Linked DNA regions of Mus musculus: region 1 is linked to region 2. Evidence: chromatin contacts called from public Hi-C data. All regions are on one chromosome and are shown on one strand. The core of a region is the stretch at or near the end of the contact, and the rest is flanking DNA. Distances in the headings are between cores, read along the strand shown.

What was found. A called contact is a pair of places that touch in the nucleus more often than the background predicts.
Region 1: a contact with region 2 is called in a Hi-C map of uterus, with 2.7 times the contacts expected there. The contact joins two enhancer-like sites. A contact is called at or near these places in 5 of 484 Hi-C or Micro-C datasets (the 3T3-L1 cell line, 3T3-L1-derived adipocytes, brown adipocytes and 1 more).

The regions. Positions count from the first base shown.
Region 1 is chr2:45,668,911-45,672,491 of GRCm38.p6, reverse strand. No RefSeq gene overlaps it. Among named protein-coding and RNA genes, the nearest start is that of 1700019E08Rik, 26 kb to the left of the region's middle. Within about 2 kb of position 1,776, at least 5 of the 459 cell types and tissues checked have an H3K27ac peak or open chromatin away from gene starts, as enhancers often do. A contact at or near this core is called in 3T3-L1-derived adipocytes, where this site is marked.
Region 2 is chr2:45,579,638-45,583,584 of GRCm38.p6, reverse strand. Gm30848 (a long non-coding RNA gene) reads right to left here. Exons shown (of 3, transcript XR_374345.3): 3 at 1-2,402. Among named protein-coding and RNA genes, the nearest start is that of Gm30848, 8.9 kb to the right of the region's middle. Within about 2 kb of position 1,839, at least 88 of the 459 cell types and tissues checked have an H3K27ac peak or open chromatin away from gene starts, as enhancers often do. A contact at or near this core is called in 3T3-L1-derived adipocytes, where this site is marked.

The sequences.
Region 1 (3,581 bases), core at 527-3,026, 89 kb before region 2:
AAGTATCTTTTCCAAATCTAAGTTTGGGGAAAGTACAAAAAGAATTATTTCTATTATTTTTTGAGATAGAACTAATCAATGAAGCAATCTTGGGCTAAAATATATTTTGGAGAAATCCTCAAATTTCTAACACAACTTGCTCTGTGTTGGTGTGGCTATATTTCCATGTTTCTAAGATAGAGACATTACATCTTGTTTGCAAAGCTGAGCTCCTTGGAAAATTGTACATAGTGCCTTAATGAGAGATAAGACAGTAGAACATTCCTCAAAATATAGCAACAAGGAATAAAGGGTGGATAATTCTCTCAACTGAGGAAGTATTAAATATACCAGGTAATGTTTGTAGAATCGTCTGGTAGAGATGGAGATAGTATAAAAGAGTCTGAGGACAGATCACTGGATATGAAGTTTAATTTTCAAATTGTGTTTGCCATTAGGGTTCCTGTGAGCTGCAAAGACTCCATGTCTGAAACTAACTGTATGAGCTGACATAAAAATCATCACAATTATATGTAATACAGATTTGTTCATAATGACTAGGAGAGATGCCAATATCTAGGTGTTCCCCAAGTCCCATGGTATCATTAACGATATCATTGACGTCTGAAATATTCTTTCCATCACAATGGTATTGTCTCTTAAAATAAAGACCCATAATATTTTAAATACTTTAGTTCAATGATTTAAATGTGCTATCTGCTTAGGAATTCATTGATATATCACATCCTGAATAGATTTCCATAATATACCAATCAAAACCAGCCAATCTTTCAGAAAAGTTAAGCCATCGAGAACTTCTTCTAGGCTTTTAATTCCTTTTAGTATAACACAAAGATTAAGCTACTAATTATAGACCAAGTCTGGCTTAGTACAATGTAATTTTTAAACATGAAAATATTTTTTTCTTTTACTGGGTCAATTTCTTAAGTTTTAAAAATAGGAAATGTATATTCAATATAGTATATTCTTGTGTATTTATATGTGGATTAAGTGTCATTTACTCCGTGACTACTATTGTCATTGATATTTCTGGAAACAATCAGCTATGGGGCCACATTCTATGTGATATACCAAAAAATGGACCTACGTACTCTTCCTGAAATGGCATCACCATCCTTCACATGACACATTTTCTGTTTTTACTTCAATGCTCTCTCACTCTCTAGAGAATCTTGTTACAGATTTCCCTTCATGCCCCTTCTGTTTTGCCTAGCAGAGGAGCCTCTACTCATACAGATGAAGAGATCTTTGCTTTGAATGTTTGAACATTCATCGAGTTGGTCATTCTCAGCACTGGTCCCTAAGCTCCTTCCTTACAATCCATGTCAAAACCAGCAGATCATGAAGCAGTGCTCCCATTTCATAGGTGAAGAAGTGGGTAAAACACTTGGTAACCTATTTAGTTCACTCAGCTTATACATGGTCCCCCTACAAAATAGATTTGTTTTCAGTGTGAAATCCATGCAGCTTCTTATCCTTCAAGCTGCTGCCAAGGCGGTTTTGTTACAATGTCGTTTTGATTATGACACACTCAACTAAATGGATCCTTATTGCCTATAAAATAAACCCTAAACTCTTAGCCTGAGAGCCCAAAGCTTGTGATAATCTGGTTTAAACCTGCTTTTCTAGACTCTGCTCACTGCTCCTTCTCACACCCACCCGACTCCAACCAAAACATATGACTTTTCATTGCAAATATGCCCTGCACTTCCTTCTATAGCTGCCTCTGCCTGCCACCACACCCTCTTCCAGTGCCCTCTACCCAGTGTCACCTCTACCACAAATGCTTTCAATCTCAGATGGATGTGAAATCCTTTCATCTGTGTGCCCAGTGGTTTAGATCATGCCAGTTTATGATTTACAACTTTCTTAACATAGGAAAAATATCAGAGAATAGTGAGATTAAGAGGATTTCTAGAAAAAAAAAATGGGTTGAAGGAAAAGCTACAAACTAAGCTAGTGTTAGCTATATGGACCAGTCAAAGAAAAACCCAGAGTAAAAGAGAAGAACATGATAATGGAGGGTAAAAGTACATGGAGCTGAGAAAGGAACCAAGTTGTTTCATTTTCCCACTCATTAGAACATATAAATTATTAGGTGAAGTGAAGGGTATCAACAGATAAGAATTTTGGCAGTACCAGGAGTTTGGCTTCCATATGAAATTACTGGCTTGGCATATTTTATATGTTATTTCTGGCTGTTAATTCTGTTTGACTCAGACTTTTCTGTGTGGAGTGCTCTCCAAAATTGAAGATATTCTTGAGAGTTGGAAGGATGGGAAGAAGCCAGGAGTAGCCATATTCCATGAAATTAATTACTTGGACAGATGCTTGTCAAAGTACACCAATATGGGTGCTCTGTGCTCATATGTGAACATATTTCGATTTTCCTATAAACCTGAAAGTTGTGGAGCATGGAGGCTGTGCCTTATTTATAGAGCCTTCATCAGTACCTCTCATATAATGATGCATAATCATAGAGGTTTTTTGATAAGACCTGACATTTTGTTTTCAATCAATCATTATATCTACATACTAATGGTGAATTAGGCAGGTGAAATGAGGCCTGGAGAGAGAAGGGAGAAGCACCTGTCCAGAGCCAAGGTGTGTTGGGATGACATGGGCTGCTGGGCATTGGTGTATACAGCTTAAGGCATCATTTCTCAAGTTCAATACTAACTGTATTCAGGCTACTTAATTCTTTGTCATATGGAATTGTATAATGTACAGCAGTGTCACTGGTTACTATTCACTGTAGTACTTCCCAGTAGTGACATCCAACAGATGTCTTCTGGCTCCAGTGAGCCATAAAAATTTGAAGGAATGGTAAACAGTGAAAACTAGAAGCACTACTTCAACCAACTCACTTTTAGCTTCTAAAACCATCTTATACATATTTTGGTAAGAATTCAGATCTGCCACTGACCTAGGGCATGACTAACAGAAACAACTATGAAAAAAGAGCATGTTCAGTGAGGCCAGCAACATTATACATTCCTGGTTCAGGCTTTTTACCAGAGTGCTGGGCCCAGTAGAGCTTCTTAAGTTGTTGTTGAAATGTAGTATCAGCAAGAGATGAGTTGGGACATTAAGCAATAATGTAAACACAGTAAATAATTCCTTTTCAGGCTCTAGAAGGGCAGGTAGAGAGAAAGGAGTATACAGAGGTACAACACAAGGCATGAAAGAAAAAAAAAAAAAAGACCTGATCCACCTTACTGGACAAAACAAGATCCTGAATGCCTAGCAAAGGAAAAGTCTGAGTTCTAGGATCTGAGACACTATAATTGAACCTGAGATCTTTTCAATCAGATCTCTTACAGAGTATGAGAACAAGCCAGATTTTTATCTCCAACCTCAAAGTCCAAAAAAAGAGTAGGAGATAAGCTTGGTTGGTGAGTAGTGGTTGTGCAGGAGAGCCTTGAATGGTGCAGTAACAGACCCTCAACATCTCACTCGTGTCAGTTGCTTCTTTCTTCACTCTGGCAAAACATCTGACAAGAGCATCTTTAAGCAAGAAGGCTTTGTTTTGGTGTATGATTGTGGGGTAGCAACTGTAGGGTATGCTCTACCATTATAGG
Region 2 (3,947 bases), core at 590-3,089:
TCTCCTGATACCGTGCTCAGCCCACCTTCTTACACACCTCAGGACCATCTGCTTAGGCATGGAACAACACATAAAGAAGTACCCTCCCACATCAAACACTAATCAATAAAATGACCCACAGGCTTGCCTACAGGGTGACTTACTGGGACCATTCCTTCAGTTGACATTCCTCTTTCTCAAATGACTCCAGCAAATGTCAAGTTACCAAAAAACTACCTAGGACACTTTAACCCATGTCAACTTGACACTCAAACATACTACTAACATTACATTTCCTTTTCTATTTATCTCCAAACCTCTCATATTAGTATCAGTATCACAATGTAAGGAACATTCCAACTGCTAATAGTTCCCCAGTCTTTAAAAATTCAATCACTTTATCTAAAACCCCTTCATTATAACAAGGTCCTCCCCGCTTCCACACTGAATTGCTTACTAGTTTGAAGAACTTATTGGAAGTGGGCATTTTATATGACATGTATGGCTTTAAAATATTAAAAATGAACAAAAAAGGACAAAAATATGAAAAGGTTTATGTGGGTCTGTAAGGTATGTCTGTGAAAAGACATTGTAGTAGTTTTGACACTATGGCTATCACCTTTAAAACCATTTACCCAATAAAATGTTAAAACTGAAAAAAGGAAAGTGGAATATTTTTATAAATATCCAAACTTCCTTTCAGAGTTCAAAGCCTCTCCACAATAAGCTCAGGTAAAAATCAAAGATAAGTTACATACTTTTTCATTTCAAGAGGAAAGCACCAGGGCAGAGTTACATTCAAAACAGAGCAAAGCTAAAGACCAACAGTGGATACCTCAGTGACAGACTTCTTGGTCTCAGATCTGCTGATCCAGCACTCTGGCTCTGCCATGGACAGCACACACAGCTTCTCTCATAGGCTCAGGCCAACCACCCTTCACACCTGCTGCAGGTTTGAACATTGTCCCATGCTACTGCCATCTCCAAATTGCAGGGGTCTCTGTTGTACCTGGACTGTACCTTCACACATAGCCTCTACTGGGCTCAGTTCACTGGCTCTAACACTTCTCAGCTTCTCTTGATGACCCCTTCAAGGCTTCTACTCTGGTATTGCACCTTCATTAGCAGCAGATACCTGAAGCTAGAAACTGAAACAGAAGCCTTAGAAGAACATGGCTTACACTTACTCCCCAAGGCTTGCTCAGCCTGCTTTCTTATATTCCCAGGACCACCTGTCCAGGTGAGGTAGCACTGCCCATAAGCGGATGGGCCCTTCTACAATAATCACCATCCAAACAAATGTCCTACAGACCAATCTGCTGTGGGCATTTTCTCAACTGAGTTTTGCTCTTCCCAAATGACTCTGATTCGTGTCCAGTTGAACAAAACTCACCAGGACATCCTATTTTAAACTACAGTGTCTACACTGTATTTTGTGTTGTTTAAACTTAAAAACAATTCCAAAGTAGAGATATGGCATTTTAAAGTTCTCAACTTACTTTGCTAAAATGTCACTGAGAAGGATTGTGTTGATTCATTTTGCCACCAGGGTAAGTTGTGTTGTCTATTTCTGAATAAGGCAGTGGTATGTCTATATTGCTACACTAGACTCCCATCACCAAAGAAGTCATGGTACTTCCTAGGGAGCAACAAAAGAGTGAGTGTTACCTTCATTCTGCTCTGGCCTTCTCAGTCATGGTTCTTGAGTATGCATAAAAGCTTCAAACTAGGCACTCTGCCCATACCTCAGACATATATATTTGAACACACACAGGCCCCATAGTCATACATGTAAGATGAACTTTCTGATGACAGCCCGCAGACTCCCACTGACATGGACAATCAGAGAAGGGAGTACTTCCCTGAGACTCTTTGGTCATCAGCCAGCTGTCGAGAGTCCGTGGAGAGCTAACATGAGTGTTCAAGCAACCCTGCCTTGCTGAAAACTGTTTCTGAGGTGATAGAAGTATTCTATGGGTAGGCGGAAGAAGCCTTGCCTTTATCTCCTGGAGAAAGAAAACTTTTGCCAGGAAGTGAGGGATTTTTTCAAACCCCTACAACAACTGGAAGAGAAATGTGGTCATTTTGCCAGCGAGCACAAGGAACTCGGCCTGCTGTCAAAAGGCTCTCTGTCCAACCCGGGGCTGGATTCATGGTAACGAAAAATTCCCTCTTCAGCCACCTAAGTGCCTGTTGAATTAGGCACACAGCCAAGGTGAGATACAAACAGTCACTCGGGTGAAATGTCCGTTTTCATTTAGATCTCTGTGGCCCTTTCTCATGTCATGGGGAAAATATGCTTCCTTTGCTTGGATGTTTTTAGGACTCCTTGGTTGGAGGAGGAAGTCAGATCTGCTGCTCCAAAGGCATCCACTGGAGGCAAAGCCGCAGCTTTGCACAGTCAGAACCAGGCTGTCCTTGTCCTTAAGAAAAAAAAAAAAAGAAAGAAAAAGCTAAATTATTCCTCTCCCACTCCTACTCATGGTTTTGATGTTGAAAGAAACCTGTTGTGGTTTAAGTGACTCGGTCAGTTCTTCTGGGATTTTCCAAAGTTTCCTATAAAAAGAAATCTGTGGGAAATGAATGATTGCATAATCACTAACATATGTCAATTTCACTAAATCTGTTATCTTTTTGGTGTGTTTTGAATTGCACTGTCCTATCTTGAATTGCTATCACCTTAACAGTTCTGTCTTTTAAGTATTGATACATACATTGACAAAAAAAAAATCAAGCCAAGAAGTTGCTTTTTGTTCTTTTCATTTTATTTTTTGGTTTGTTTTGGTTTTGTTTGCATAGCAAATTAGAAAGACAGGATGGGGAAAGAGGCAATTACCCAGCCCAAGAAGTGCAATGCTGAAAACTCCAGCTTCCAGTTACCTGTGTACCTTTAATGATATTATCGCCAGGCTGACTTTGAAGGGGTAACTCTAGTTAATTACCTAAATTATTTGAATTATCTATTCATAGGTACCACAAAATGTATTCACTTTTACCTAAACTAATAATGCAACTGGACCCAGAAAATTAATAACTAAATAAACTAAATAAACACTGGAGGTAAAGTTTAGGGACAGGTTCCCGGTGTACGATCTTTCCTTCTTTAAATGACTTGTAAGAATTCTAAAGCCTAATGGTAAGAAGTAGAGAAAGAGCCTCAGGGTTAGAATGTGCTAGCTGCTCCTACAGCTTAACAATAATAATAATATTAGTATTAATAAAATAATCATTAATTCTTCCGACTTCCTTGACTGTTTCCACAGTCAGAGCAAAGGGAAGAGTCTAGTAGGTTCCACTGTTTGGGAAGACGAGCCTCGGTGAACACCCAGTAAACCAAGGCTCCACACCTCATCCAGATGGACTAAGGTTCATTTGTCCTCAACTCTGGCTGTATATTTAAATTGCCCGGAGCACTATAAAAGGACACATAAATCAGGCAGCAGGCATGAAGACAGGCATGGGTGCCTTATAAACGGTCCTTGAAACTCCAGCTTGAATAGGGAGTAATTTGTATGTTCCCCATTGCTTCTAGGACTTCCCTGCTTACACTAGACAGCACATATAAAATAGACTCTCTTGATAATAGACTAGGATATGATAGGTATTTTTAATTTTTCCTACTGTTCTATCATGGGGCCTGAAAAGCCTGATAAGGATTTTTTTTTGTTTTGTTTTTGTTTTTGTTTTGTTTTTGTTTCTTCTTTTTTTCTTTTTATTTTTTTTTCTTTTAATGAAAGGCCTCCAATTTTGTCTCTTTCACCCTGCCCGCACTTCCATACTGAAATACTGAAAGTCTATGAGAATATCTATTCATTCATTAAAGGACTCAGGAAAACAGCAGAAGTTAAGTGGCTTAAGAAAAAAAAAAATTCTGTCCACAAATATAAGAAAAAAGTCGCTAGCAGCTAACAAAAATTATCCAAGGTAATAAGTCAGATTTCAATAACAACTATTTTGTGAGAAAGTTA